2 separate regions of the Hordeum vulgare genome follow, and region 2 is linked to region 1. A link is a contact called in public Hi-C data. All regions are on one chromosome and are shown on one strand. Each heading gives the region's core, a stretch centred on a gene start, on an enhancer-like site or on the middle of the called end of the contact. The rest is flanking DNA. Distances are from core to core; before and after follow the strand shown. Region 1 holds the start of LOC123444230 (vesicle transport v-SNARE 13-like). Region 2 has its middle 7.3 kb from the start of LOC123444234.

Region 1 (6,950 bases), core at 2,026-4,525:
GTTCTTAGTTGGTGTTTCTCTTTGTGAGTTTTAGAGCTTATGGTCATCTTCATGACAAGCTCGAGTTCATCGAAAACGGAGTCCATATGCATCTACTATGATGTTTTCGATGTTGGAGTTTTTGCCGGTTCTTCATTCATAGAGATCTCACATCTCTATATCTTTGGCATATTCATAACCGCATGGTCTTAAGATTTCCACTCGCTGTTTGGATAGCCCTTGTCGTCCTCAATCCAACAAGCTTGGGTTTGCTCGATTCGGAGCTCGTATGCGAAAGTTATGGCTGTTTCAGTGGCGAGCGGTAGTACCGCTGGACCTAGCGGTAGTACCGCTCGACCTAGCGGTAGTACCGCTAGAGTTGGCGGTAGTACCGCTGGCCCTAGCGGTAGTACCGCTGGCTCGCGGTAGTACCGCCCCTGGTCAGCGGTAGTACCGCCCCTGGCCAGCGGTAGTACCGCCCCAGGAGCTTAGTACCGCCTGCCTAGCGGTTGTTCGTGGACGGACCTTTTTGCGAAGACTTTCTTGGCGGTGGTAGTGCCTTTGCACTACCAGGGGCCCAGCGGTAGTACCGCTGGGGCCAGCGGTAGTACCGCTGCAGCTAGCGGTAGTACCGCTGGAGTGACAGCGGTAATACCGCTGGGGTGCCAGCGGTAGTACCGCTGCAGCCAGCGGTAGTACCGCTGGAGCTCGGGCAGAGAGTGGGGGTAACGGTCTGATTCTTCCCCCCACTATATAAAGGGGGTCTTCTTCCCCCTTGCCTTATCCATCTGTTGAGCTCTTGTTCTACCTCCATTGTTGACATTCTTAGAGCTTGATTACTCTCAATCCCTCCAATGACTCTTGCTTGCTCTTGAGGGAAAAGAGAGAGGAGATCTAGATCCACATCTCCACCAATCACTTTCTCCTCTATGTGAGGGGAACCCCTTGGATCTTGATCCTGGAGTTCTTTGTGAGCTCCTTGTTCTTCCTCTCATATTTCTCCATAGCTTTTGTTGTTGTGGAGGGATTTGAGTGTGAGGGACTTGACCACTTCGTGTGTTCTTGCCATTGCATTAGTTGCATCGGTTTGAGTTCTCCACGGTGATACGTGGAAGTGAGAAGTTGAGAAGCTTACTACCTTCGGTACTTAGTACCCTTGATATTGTTCTTCGTGGATGCTTTGGCGTCCTAGAAGCTTGGTGGTGTCCCGGAGCTCAATCATTGTGGTGTGAAGCTCCGGAAAGCGTCGGGGTCTCCAATAAGGTTGTGGAGATTGCCCCGAGCAATTTGTACGGGTACCGGTAACCGCCCCCAAGGGTTGCCACGTGTACGGGTTCGGTGACCGCCCCCAAGGGTTGCCACGTGTACGGGTTCGGTGACCGCCCCCAAGGGTTGCCATTTGTACGGGTTCGGTGACCGCCCCCAAGGGTTGCCATTTGTACGGGTTCGGTGACCGCCCTCAAGGGTCCCTTAGTGGAATCACGGCATCTTGCATTGTGTGAGGGCGTGAGGAGATTACGGTGGCCTTAGTGGCATCTTGGGGAGCATTGTGCCTCCACACCGCTCTAACGGAGATTAGCATCCGCAGGGGTGTGAACTTCGGGATACATCATCGTCTCCCCGTGCCTCGGTTATCTCTTACCCGAACCCTTTACTTATGCACTTTACTTTGTGATAGACATATTGTTTATTGTAATATATCTTGCTATCACTTAGTTGTTTATCCTGCTTAGCATAAGTTGTTGGTGCACATAGGTGAGCCTAGTTGTTTGTAGGTTTTGTGCTTGACATATTAAACGTTAGTTTTATTCCGCATTTGTTCAAGCCTAAACCTTAACTTTTTTAAAGCGCCTATTCACCCCCCCTCTAGGCGACATCCACGTCCTTTTCAACAGTCGTACTGTAGATGGATGATCCTGCTGTTTCTTTGTGTATACTTCAGTTTGTTATCGTCATCATTGTGAACATGATTGATCAACTTCATATGCTTGTTTTGACTCATGAACTTTACCCCGCTTAAATTTTAGCGCATGACAGCAATACCGGTTGCTCGGCTAAGTTTTAGTATTTCATCAGTTCAGTGGTTCCTGCTAGTTCGTGTCAAGTTACTTGGTAGTTTCTTTTCCTAGGGGCTGTGTCTGATTAAGTAGTTTTCCAGCGATTAAGTAGTTCTTGTTCAGTTATGATGTAGTACTAAACCGAGTTTGCATATGATCTTGTGATGGTTTAATCTGCAGGATCTTTATGTACTTTAGTTTGTTCTAGTCATCCTTACCATCTGCATATCTTGTGTTTTGCACCATGGATTGTGCAATATCTTTGATATCCCCCTTCCGGTTTTGACACGTGATGTGATTTTTTGAGAGAACTAGTCAGCATTTCTAGGATTGATAGCTATCTTGAATCATGACAAGCTCTTGTTACTTATGCAGATGTTGCTCGTGTTACTTATCCAGATGCTCTTTTCTAGCCTGGTCAGATATGTCTTGTTTTCAAGGATTACTCTTCAGCCCCGAAGCTGCTTCACTGCTTGAACTATTACCGAGGATTAATCTTTCTGAAATATTTTATGTCTAAATGCATAATGATTGAACAATTGCGAGTCCTAACTTTGGTTATGTAGCAATGGACGAGACGAGACAAGTATGCCTCATTAAATTTGTAATTTAAATTGTTGATTTTGAGCACTATGAGTTATCGGAACTATGTTCGAATGGATGGATGCAAAAATATTATCTTTTGTTTATGTTGTGGTACTGTTATATAAATAGAAAAATTATCTAATTTTATACGTGTGCAATATACGTGGGAGTGCAGTCTGTGCTGTTTTCAAGTCTGTATGTGCATATTTGAAAATTTATATTGTTAAAAGTGCACTTTGTGTTGTTGAAATTCCGTTGTTGTTGAAAGTTTGTGCTTTTGAAAGTTTAGGCTATGGCAGCCAGGTTACAAGGGTGGGAGAAAAACAACAATCCAAACGGAGGCTCGGAAGCGGAATGGAAATACAATCCTAACATGTATTTTGATTGTAGGCTAATATAATACAAGTACAAGGGTAAAATATTACAAGGGTACAGAAAAAACAACGTTCCAAACCCAGCCTTATGGTTTTACTACCGGATTTGCTGATCTGACTCGGGTTGGGGATCCAGACTTTGTTTTCGGATTGATTGCCAGCAAGATTGCTGAGCAGGTTCAGTAATGGAATGTCAGGTTCCGGTTAAAAAAAAAAAAACGTGTCAATGCGCACGGCAGCCCGCGAAGGAGTACGTATTTCTATCGGACCCCGTCCCAAATCCCCCAATCCCCACCCCAACCAAAATCGAAGCTTCCACCAAACGGCCGGCGTCCCCCCTCCCTCGTGAGGTAGCCCGGATCGAATTGCGGTCGTCTCGATCATCCGCTCGATTCGAGTCCGCCGAACGATTCGGGGGCGGGATCCGGAGGGGGAGATCTGTGCGCGCGGGCGGAGGCGATCGAGGGGAGCAGCCATGAGCGAGGTGTTCGAGGGCTACGAGCGCCAGTACTGCGAGGAATCCGCCTCCCTCTCCCGCAAGTGCACCGCGGCCTCCGCTCTCGATGGAGGTACGTGCCCACCCCCACCCCCCATGCCTAATTGCGCCGGGGGAGAAAATTTATCCCCCTTGTCGCTGCTCTTGGTTTCGTCGTAATAAACACGGTGAGATCTAATGCAGAGAAGAAGAAGCAGAGGCTCTCCGAGATCCAGTCCGGCGTGCAGGAAGCTGAATCGCTGGTAAATAAATACCTAGGCCTATTTTGCTTATATTATGGGTATCCTTTGGCTATATGTCTAATCCGATTCTGCTGCCTTACTTTCTGCCGCTGGGAAACTAGGATGTGATTTTGGGAGGTGTAGTAGTTGAATGTGTGGTTTGGGGGAAGTTCTGTAGATTGTCTGGGCTATGATACCGTATATGTCCTTCTTCCATTTATTTCTTTCATTCATATATTTACAGATTCGGAGGATGGACCTGGAGGCGAGGAATATGCCGCCGAGCGTGAAGGCGGGTTTGCTAGCTAAGCTGCGGGAGTACAAATCCGACCTTAACAACCTCAAGAGCGAGCTCAAGAGGATCTCGGCGCCCAATGCCAGGCAAACTACGAGGGAGGAGCTCCTTGAGTCTGGCATGGCTGACACACTCGCGGTAAGCTCTCTATTCCTTTTAATTAAAACGCTACATATATGCTGCGGATAACTGATAACTCTATTTATATACCTTCTAACTAATTAATGTGGTACTATTACGTTATCGGGTTTGTTGCTGAACTGATGATCAAAACTTCGAGTCATTTATTGATTATTCAGTTGTGGCAGTATCCCTATGGTGGTCACTAACAATATGGCGCTCATGATTAGACCAGTAGTCCCATATTTTGAACTTCTTTTGGGCTACTTATTTGTATAGTACTCCATCAATTCAATCTGTGTTGAACATGTTACTAAGCAGTACTTATAGTGCTGCACACTACTCGGTTCTGTTTAAATTGCGTGCAGTAACAAGGTTAACAATTTTGTGGTGTAGTATCTGACAGCATGCAAAATATGAACTTAAGTACTGTATACCTCACTTCAATTGTCTTATCAGTTGGGTCATTTCTATTTACCATCTTTCTGGTCCCCATATCGACATATTTGGATGTCGATATAGTCTGTTGAGTTGCGTTTTCTTTTATGCGTTGCAAAGAAGATGCTGTTTTTGAAAATGACGGCGATTGCAATGACAATTCGCCCAAAATGATGAAGATGATGATATTTCTCCCAAGATCACCACTACACTGGCATTATTTTTGCTCATTAACCTATAGTTGATCACTTCTGCTGTGCCGTAATGGAGGCACTCTACATACTTTCCACGGTTCCCCTAACATAAACAATTTCTTACTTAGTTTTGCATTGTCCTGTGGTCCCGCCTTTGGGTTTAGGCTCATGCTCCGCCACTGAATGTGGGAGTGTAAACTGATTATTCCCTATTTGATTTCTTGATTTAGATTCTCGATGTCCATATTCTTTCACTACACCACTGATGTGAATTCGTTAGGACCTGTATCCGTTGCCCCTTCACTAACTACAATTGCTTCATAATTTTTAGTTGTATTTGTTTTCTCTTACCGAATGAAGATACTATTTTCATCTGAACGATTATGTTCATATGGAAGCAAAGTGACAGATGAAACAGTGATGGAAACAATAACTCATTGGCATTTCCTATAAATATGCCCCCTTTGACCGAGAAATCAGTATTACAATGTATAGATGTGTCTTCAAGGTACTTTTTTTCTGCATAGCTTGCTTCCATAGCCTGAGAAAGTAAGCTGCAGAGTGGAAAATTATATCTGCTGTGCAGAATTGTATATGTTCAGAACCAAAAGGGAAACAAATAATTGTACCTCTTCTTACTACATTATAAAAGGAAATGTAGTACCAGTTCAAGCACTTTCAGAAGGCTGCTTAATATATCGCGTAAAGGGAGTTATCCCCTTTATGTATTCCTGGATCCCGCTATAAGTCATAGCAATGTGGTCTTTCTGTATTGCGGAAACAGTGTGCCTTGTCTGACATATTTCTCTACTGATGTGAAGTAGTAATGTGGTATTTATTTTGTTTGTTCTGATTTCTTAACGGGTGTCTCAAGTTCTTGATTTTTGCTATGTTTAGTACTCATGCTGTACTTGGGGATTATTTCCTGGTGCAGGTTTCCACTGATCAGCGAGGAAGGTTGATGATGACAACAGAACGACTGAATCAGTCCACTGACAGAATTAAAGAGAGCCGAAGAACTATGCTGGAGACAGAAGAACTTGGTGTGTCAATTCTTCAGGACCTTCATCAACAACGGCAGTCACTACTGCATGCTCATGATACTGTACGTATTCAGTCAAACTGCTTTGTTATAGTTCAGATATACTTCTCTGAAATGCTGTGGGAACCATTGTTGGTTATGTAGCTCTTGTGTCATCATTCCTTGCAGCCTGGTTGTTATTTATAGAATTAATGGTAGATTAATGGTAGAGATCAGATTACCATAGCCCATTATATAGGTTCTAGGTTTGATTGATTTGCTCTATCTAATTTTAAATATAAAAAGCGAAGTTTGCATTTGTTTAATGCAGGATCTATTATCAAAACATAGTGCTAGTGGTTCTAATTTATTAAATTCTGTTAGGGCAGTGTGTAACTTTGAAAATGACTCCACATTGAACAATTCATTTCTTTGTTCTCCACCATTGAGTTATTATTTGTAACCTACTTCCTCCATTCCAAATCAATTGAAGTTATATGCTTCTAGCTTTGTCCTCAGTCAAACTTCTTAAACTTTGACCAATTCGGCAGGAAGATACTATGTCAACATCTACAACACCAAATTAGTTTCATTAGATTCATCATAATATATACTTTCATACTATATATGTATTTAATGTTCTAAATATCAGCACATTTTCCCATGGACTTGTCAAATATAAAGAAGTTTGACTCAGCACATTTACCCAGAGACTTATGAAATATACAGAAGTTTGACTTAGCACATTTACCCATAGACTCATCAAATACAAAAAAGTTTGACTTAGCATTTTTCCATAGACAGATAGACTTGGTCAAATATAAAGAAATTTGGAATAGGGGAGTAAGATATTATTACTTACTTTTGTTATATGAATGATGATACTCCTAGCATAAAGGTGAGTCCTATATTCTGTCTCGCAGATCAAGGGCTTGGCCACTTATGGTTGCTAATTTTTTAGAACTTAATCAAATATCTCATTATTTATTCTCTTGGGTATAAAGAGCAAACAGTGAGTGATCTCCTTAGCAGCATATGCATGTTACGATAATTGATGGCTTGATGCATATATTAAAATATCAGAATCTTTGTCCATATTTCATCGGTAGGTACATTATCTAAAATTCCTGTGAAATACTCTGCAGCATGACCTTGTGTTTTGTTTTGCAT
Region 2 (6,578 bases), core at 1,254-3,753, 640 kb after region 1:
TATCTATAGAGTATTAGTGAAAACTGAACAGTTGTCGCAGTTTATAGTATGTGCAGCGATTATCCCATACATATTACTCCCTACGTACCTAAATATAAGTTCTTTAAGATATTTCACTAGGTGTCTACACACGGAGCAAAATGAGCGAATCTATACCATAAAATATGTCTATATACATCCGTATGTAATCCATTACTGAAACTCTTAGAAAGACTGAGTACATGTTGATGCGTTATATGTTGCTTTTCTTTCTCTTATTTTGCATAGATATACAAGAACTTACACCAACAATCTGACATACACAACAATAAAGGTACGTGTTGGATTCAACAGTAAAGGTATGTAGAATACAAGTTATCAGATCTCACCAATGAGTTGCGTCCACCATGTAGGGTGCTGGCCACACAGCCCCGGGGTACATGCCCGGGGGCAAAATTGAGAAAAATGACCCCTGAAGGAAAATAACTCACAGACTGAACCTTCGGGGAAAAGATTTCACGCGTCTGACCTTTTTGTGTGACGCCTGACACCTAGGCGTCACACTACATTGTGTGACGCCTAAGCGTTCGGCGCCACACGCCCGGCTACGCTGGACAGGCCGGCCCCATCCCCACACAGCGACGCCTAAGCCTCGGGTGTTGCACACTCTGTAGTGTGACGCCTAACGCTTAGGCGCCGCACTGTGACTTATACAATCCTGTCCTTCGAGCTGGCCAACGCCTAGCGCTTAGGCCTCTGCTCCTCCCCTCCCGCACAGCACGCCGTCTTCCGACCCCTTCTCCTCCTCCCCGTAGCCGCCCTCCTCGCTCGTCGTCGCCGATGGCGAGGCAGCTGCAGCTGCTGCTCGTGGTGCTGTGCGCGTCGTGGCTGGCCCTGCAGGCGGCGGCGCAGAAGGGCGCCAACATGGCCATCACCGGCACCACCGCCATGGACGCCCCCTTCTTCCGCTCCCTCGGCCTCTCCGACAAGATCTGGAACAACGGGCCCATCAGCTTCCAGCTTCAGTGGTTCCAGACCATCAAGACCATCAATACATTTGTCTCCAATGCGTGTCGCTGCACCAGGGTGGCCTTCCCGTGGCGCCTCCTACAGAAATCCATGGCGGCCACAAACGAGGCCCTGCCCGTTGAGCACATCACGTTGTTCTGAACCTGACCGCCCAAGTTAACCACCTCCAATCGACGGATTCATCTCCATCTTCTTCGCCTCCGGTGCCCCACATGATGGGAGTAGCAGCATGACTGCTCGGTTGCGAGCAGCGGCAGGGAGCAGGGCTTCAGTGGTGGGGACTACGGGGGCGTAGAGTACGGCATCAGTGATGGTTAAGACAGAGATGGGAGCAGGGCATCAGTGGTGGGGGGCAGGGCGTCAGTAGTGAGGAAAACAGAGGCTGGTGCTGAGTTGTAGCGGGGCGTCTGCCTTGTAATACAGTGCTTCTTTTGTCCATCCAAACAGACATTAGAATTGGCTAGTCCCTACAGATTCCAACAGGCAATTACATGTACATCCAAACATCAAATCTTGAATTGTAGCCCATTTCAATACCTTGGTTGATTTGGTTTTTTAATTCCTTGGGGCCAATACATACGTCCAAACACAGCCTAAGACTAGCTAGGCATTGATGTAATCTAGTAGAAAGAGGGAAGCATATATAATGTCAAACAGCATAACTAGACCACACTTAATAGTATTTGTATAGCTTACCGCATAGCTTAAGAAGCATGAGTGAAGTAGCTGCTAGTAGAAACATAATGGAAATTGCAACCCAGAAGTGCTAAGGAAATATGAAGCTGTCAACAGTTTCTGCAATGTGAGACATTGAGTGAGAGTGACATTGTACAGGTTGGAGTATTACTGACAAAAATGTATTGTAAATATTGCTCCTCCCTTAATACTCTACGTACGAGCAGCATAATTTCCTGCGCCATCCAGCTGTCTCCCCCGCCACTGCCACTGCCACTGCCAATCAAGAATCAAGAATCAAGAATCAACACAGCTTTACTCACCGTCCATGGAGGCATGGAGCCTAGCCATGCCGGCCTGATTTATTTATGACTCGTCTTTCTTTCTGATCTGATGATGCAGGCTGCAAGAGCTACCTGGCCAACTCGCTCTTCATCCTCGGGGAGTTCGGGGGAACGACTACAGCTCTACCTGGGGTGCGCGGCCCAGGAGCGGTGCCCCTCGTCCAGCTCCCTGCAGCACTCGGACAGCTCCGCCAGCGCTGCCTGAGGAGCATCCGCCACCATGCCCGGCGCCGGCGGCGGCCTGGCGAACCCGAACCCGGCGCCGTCCTCCGCCATCTGCTGCTGTTGCTGCATCCACGGCGCACCGGCCGGGGCGCGGCGACGACGGAGGCGAGGCTGAGCGTGACGGACGACGACGCTGGCGTGGCATGGCCAGCCACAGTTGCGATGCGAGGCGAGACTACACAGTGCGGCGCCTAAGCGCTAGGCGCCACACCGCAGAGTGTGCAACGTCGCACTGTGTGAGGGTGGGGCCGGCCTGTCCAGCGTGGCCGGGCATGTGGCGTCGAACGCTTAGGCGTCACACAGTGTAGTGTGGCGTCTAGGTGTCGAGCGTCACACAAAAGGGTCAGACGCGTGAAATCTTTTTCCCGAAGGTTCAGTCTGTGAGTTATTTTCCTCCACGGCTCATTTTTATCAATTTTGCTGATGTGTAGTACGGGTACAGTGCAGATTATTAATATATGTTACAACTTGAAAGATGAAAGATATTGTCGCATAGTACTGTGTGTTGTATTGAGGTTCGAGAAGTACTAGTACTATCACTTCCATTGAGCTTAAGCTTGTGAAGGAACATGCTTATGAATTTCTGTGGAAATAAATAAGGCCCGGTTGATAAAAAATCTCAATACTTTCTTCGTGTCATTACCACCTTCCTTCAGCCACGTCGCTTAAGCCTCGATACGATTTCCTCTCTATGGAGCATTAATTTTCTCTAACTCCTTCGAAACATCCCGGGTAATTGTGTCCCTATTTTTGGAGCAATAATGCTAGACCTACAAAGACTTACAAAGGTTTACTTAACCTTCTAAACTAAATTTTTTCCCCTGATTTTCAGTGGGATGGGGCTCCTCCTCCCTCAATAACCAATCACAATCCTATACATCAGTTTGTACGTAAAAAATTTAAGTAAGCCTTTGTAGATGTAGCATTACTCTTTTTGGAGTGACGGCTTGCATGTAGCAGTCACAACTTTTTCCCGTTGACACATTTTAGCCCATACCTGAAGTGACCACTGCATATATGGTGCTCAACTTTTAGGCTAGCACCCGCCTAGATACGACGCAGCTCACACCCGCCGACATTGGGTTGCCTTGGCTCTCGCCTTGCGTGGATGTGTGTGGCTCGTGGTTGGGCTCTTGTCACCGAGGAGGTGAGGTCTCGCGCTCCATACTACTAGACCGAGCAGTAGTGTGGTACAGTATGTGGCAGCGAGGCGTGATACTATAGGGGAAAGCCATGTGCTGGTTCTGTTGGCACCGATGATGATGACGCCTACGGGTGCCGTGTTCTTCAGAGGCATCATCGTGAAGCTTCGGCTCCTTATTTTCTCGTTGCTATGTAGGTAAAATCCTTAGATCTAGCTTCTATATCAGACGACGGCGTCATCTTTGACATCATAACCACTTTGAGGCATCGTCTTGAAGTCACTAACCATCGTTTGTTGTCTATTGTTTTAGTATGAGGGCGGCTTATCCGGTATGAGGTCCATGGCTGCGAGTCATGGTGGCTGGATTGGTGGTGGCTGCTCTAGCTCCCTCTTTTGTGTTCAAGTGTTGTTGCCTTCCGACGTGTGCACATTGTTCTTGCCATTCGACCAAGTTTGTGGAAGAGATCGATGCTCTCATTTAAAGTCGGGTTAGCAAGTATGTGATTCACCTTGCCTCATTCCTGCTAGCACCCCTCCCGCTCTTCGAGGGATGTTGTTGGGTGGCAACTGGGCGACCAAGCTCAAGCCACTTGCTTGCTTGGTTAGATGATGATGGAAGTTGAAGTTTTAGTGTTTGCAAGTTGTGTTCTTTCCATCTTCGTAGCTTTCATGGTGTTTCTCTTCTATGAGGACTTGTTATAGTTTTAGGCTTTTAGCTATTTCATTATGACTACTCCCTATGTTCCTAAATATAAGTTCTTTTAGAGTTTGCACTAGAAAACTACATATGGATGTATATAGACATATTTTAAAGTATAAATTCACTCATTTTATTTTTTATGTAGCCCCCTAATGAAAACTCTAAAAAAGACTTATATTTAGAAACGGAGGGAATAGAAAACATGCATGTATGTTGCCATGAAAAAAAAATCCCGTGCGTCCCTAGCGACCCATCATGACCCATCAGTTATGTACTGCTCCTCTTTTCCTCTATCGTGGATCGGGTCACATATCCACTGATTCATGACGAATGTCATCAATCCCAAGGCAATGAGGTTGCTCAACACATTCTAGCATGTAGCTTTTGCGAGCCCCTAGGATCATTAATGTGAGCACACAAGGCATGTTCATCTCCAAGGGCATATAGCCCATTTCATACAAACATGTTTGTGTCCGCCTTCACGTGACCAAAACCCCATTGAATGAGTCTGGAACGACATGGCTCCACGAAGGGTCGTTTATAAGAGCAAGTACAATAGCATAGCCAGCTGCTGGCTATAAGCCATCGCCATGTCATCTATAGTCCATCTTATAGCCAACACGTACAATAGTTCATGTACTATTTTTTTATTATATGGTCCACCTTTTATACTCACAAGATGCCTAGGAGCACGTGCTAGAGCTGGCTCTTAGCTAAGAGTCCGCTTATCTTCTCTCTCCTCTTCTCTTTTCTCTAACTAAACAAAAATATATTAATTTATTCCTTATAGCCAGCTGACTTGGCTCTATTGTACTTGCTCTAAACGAGCCATATCATTCATTGCTCACGTGGCACACTTTCACGCTCTTGCATGGCACATTAGTAAAACATGTCGGTCGGTGGTGCATTTATTACTTATGGATCACAATGCTTTTGGGTTATTCTAGTTGCTTTGGGCTGTTTTTTAGCATACATAAAAGTAATTCCAAAAATAAAATAAATGGGACGTGCCGTATCAGTACACGTGCTTGGGCTCGCGGCGAGGAATGACCATTTATCCATGTGCCGTGCCGGGCACAGTCCAGGTGGCCAGTTCTGAATTGGACCCACTTGCACAGCTGGCCACGGCCCATCGTAATCGCGCCTCGCACGACACAACCCATCGTGGCACGATTATTAGTCGGGTCGTGTTGTCCCGGCTCGCGTGCTTTCCCCTGGAGCCCAGATACAACCCAGGAGATATGCGGGTCGGCTTGGTGGCACTCTAGGCCCGCTAAGCTGTTGGCCTGTTAGGTTTTCTTTAGCCAATTTTAATCTATTGGGCTGTTTTTTATGGCACGTATATAAAAAAAAGATAAATGGATCGTTACGTGCTGACCTGCATGCCCAACCTTCAGGCCCAGGAAATGACCTAGGTTGCCGCTTGACTCGCACGACGTGGTTAAAGCATGTCGGGCCTGGCCCGTCATGTGTCGTGTCAACGCGCTCGCGAACCGGCATGTCAGGTTCGACCCGTTTGGCCAGCTTTGCCCACACGACAATACATGTTATACCTGGCCATCCGTCGGGCCGGACCAGGCTTTGGGCTGGGCCAAACCAACCCCAAGGTAGAAAACCTAGGCCCGAGCCCGGCCCGGTCCATCCATCGTGCCTAGATTTTAGACCCAAGCCCGACCATCGCACAGAAAGCCAGCCAATGCCCACCTCGCACGACCACTCCGCCTCCACCGCGTGACCCCTCCTCGCGGAGCTCTGTCTCACCGTGCCATGGCGCATCATCGCCGACCTGTCCAGCCGCCGTCCCTACCGCATCTCCCCGAGCTAGCAGCCTCCTTCCTCTGGCTGAAGTTGCTTGCATCGCAGCCTCCTTCCTCTGGCACACGCACGGACACACGCACGCTAGCTCAGGAACCCAAGTCGTGCGGCGCGCGGCGCGAGTGGACGGCTCATGCTCCATTCCGATGAAATGGAGGAACATAGCCGGGAGGCAACATGACGCGGTCGGCCAAGGTCGATGGCTGGAGCGTCTCGGTCCAGCCCTGGAGTCCAGCGAGCGAGGTTGCCGCACCAACAACGCACTACTTCCATCCCCGGAGGCAAACTCGCACTCTTCATCTTCCTAGGCCTAATGTTTTGACCCAAGCAAGGCAAACTCATAATGACTAGAGCGTTTTTGTTTTCAAGTGTGGCTCGACGATGGAGGAAGACAGTCTAATGCCTTGTTTTATACTCAGATGACAAGTGTAATAGCGGGAAAATGAGATGAGAAAGAAATGGCGGAAAACGAGGCGGGAGATAAATTGGACACAATATATTTTATCTATACTACTAATAAAAGATCAAACGAAAACTTCTCTAAGTACACACAACTATTACCCCCACAAAAACAAACACCAATCAGCACCACACAATTAGACAACAAATTACAATCTAACGGCCTTCCACCATCCATGCACCACCACTGTGTGCATTTACCAAATTA

The links. A called contact is a pair of places that touch in the nucleus more often than the background predicts.
Region 2: a Hi-C map of leaf shows a contact between it and region 1, with 2.4 times the contacts expected there. The contact joins the enhancer-like site here to the promoter of LOC123444230 in region 1. A contact is called at or near these places in 2 of 6 Hi-C or Micro-C datasets (leaf and seedling).

The regions. Positions count from the first base shown.
Region 1 is chr3H:456,463,737-456,470,686 of MorexV3_pseudomolecules_assembly, forward strand. It overlaps LOC123444230 (vesicle transport v-SNARE 13-like), which reads left to right and starts at 3,276. Exons shown (of 5, transcript XM_045120890.1): 1 at 3,276-3,564; 2 at 3,675-3,733; 3 at 3,957-4,145; 4 at 5,694-5,864. The coding sequence starts at 3,471.
Region 2 is chr3H:457,104,063-457,110,640 of MorexV3_pseudomolecules_assembly, forward strand. No RefSeq gene overlaps it. Among protein-coding and RNA genes, the nearest start is that of LOC123444234, 7.3 kb to the right of the region's middle. Within about 2 kb of position 2,504, at least 2 of the 3 cell types and tissues checked have open chromatin away from gene starts, as enhancers often do. A contact at or near this core is called in leaf, where this site is marked.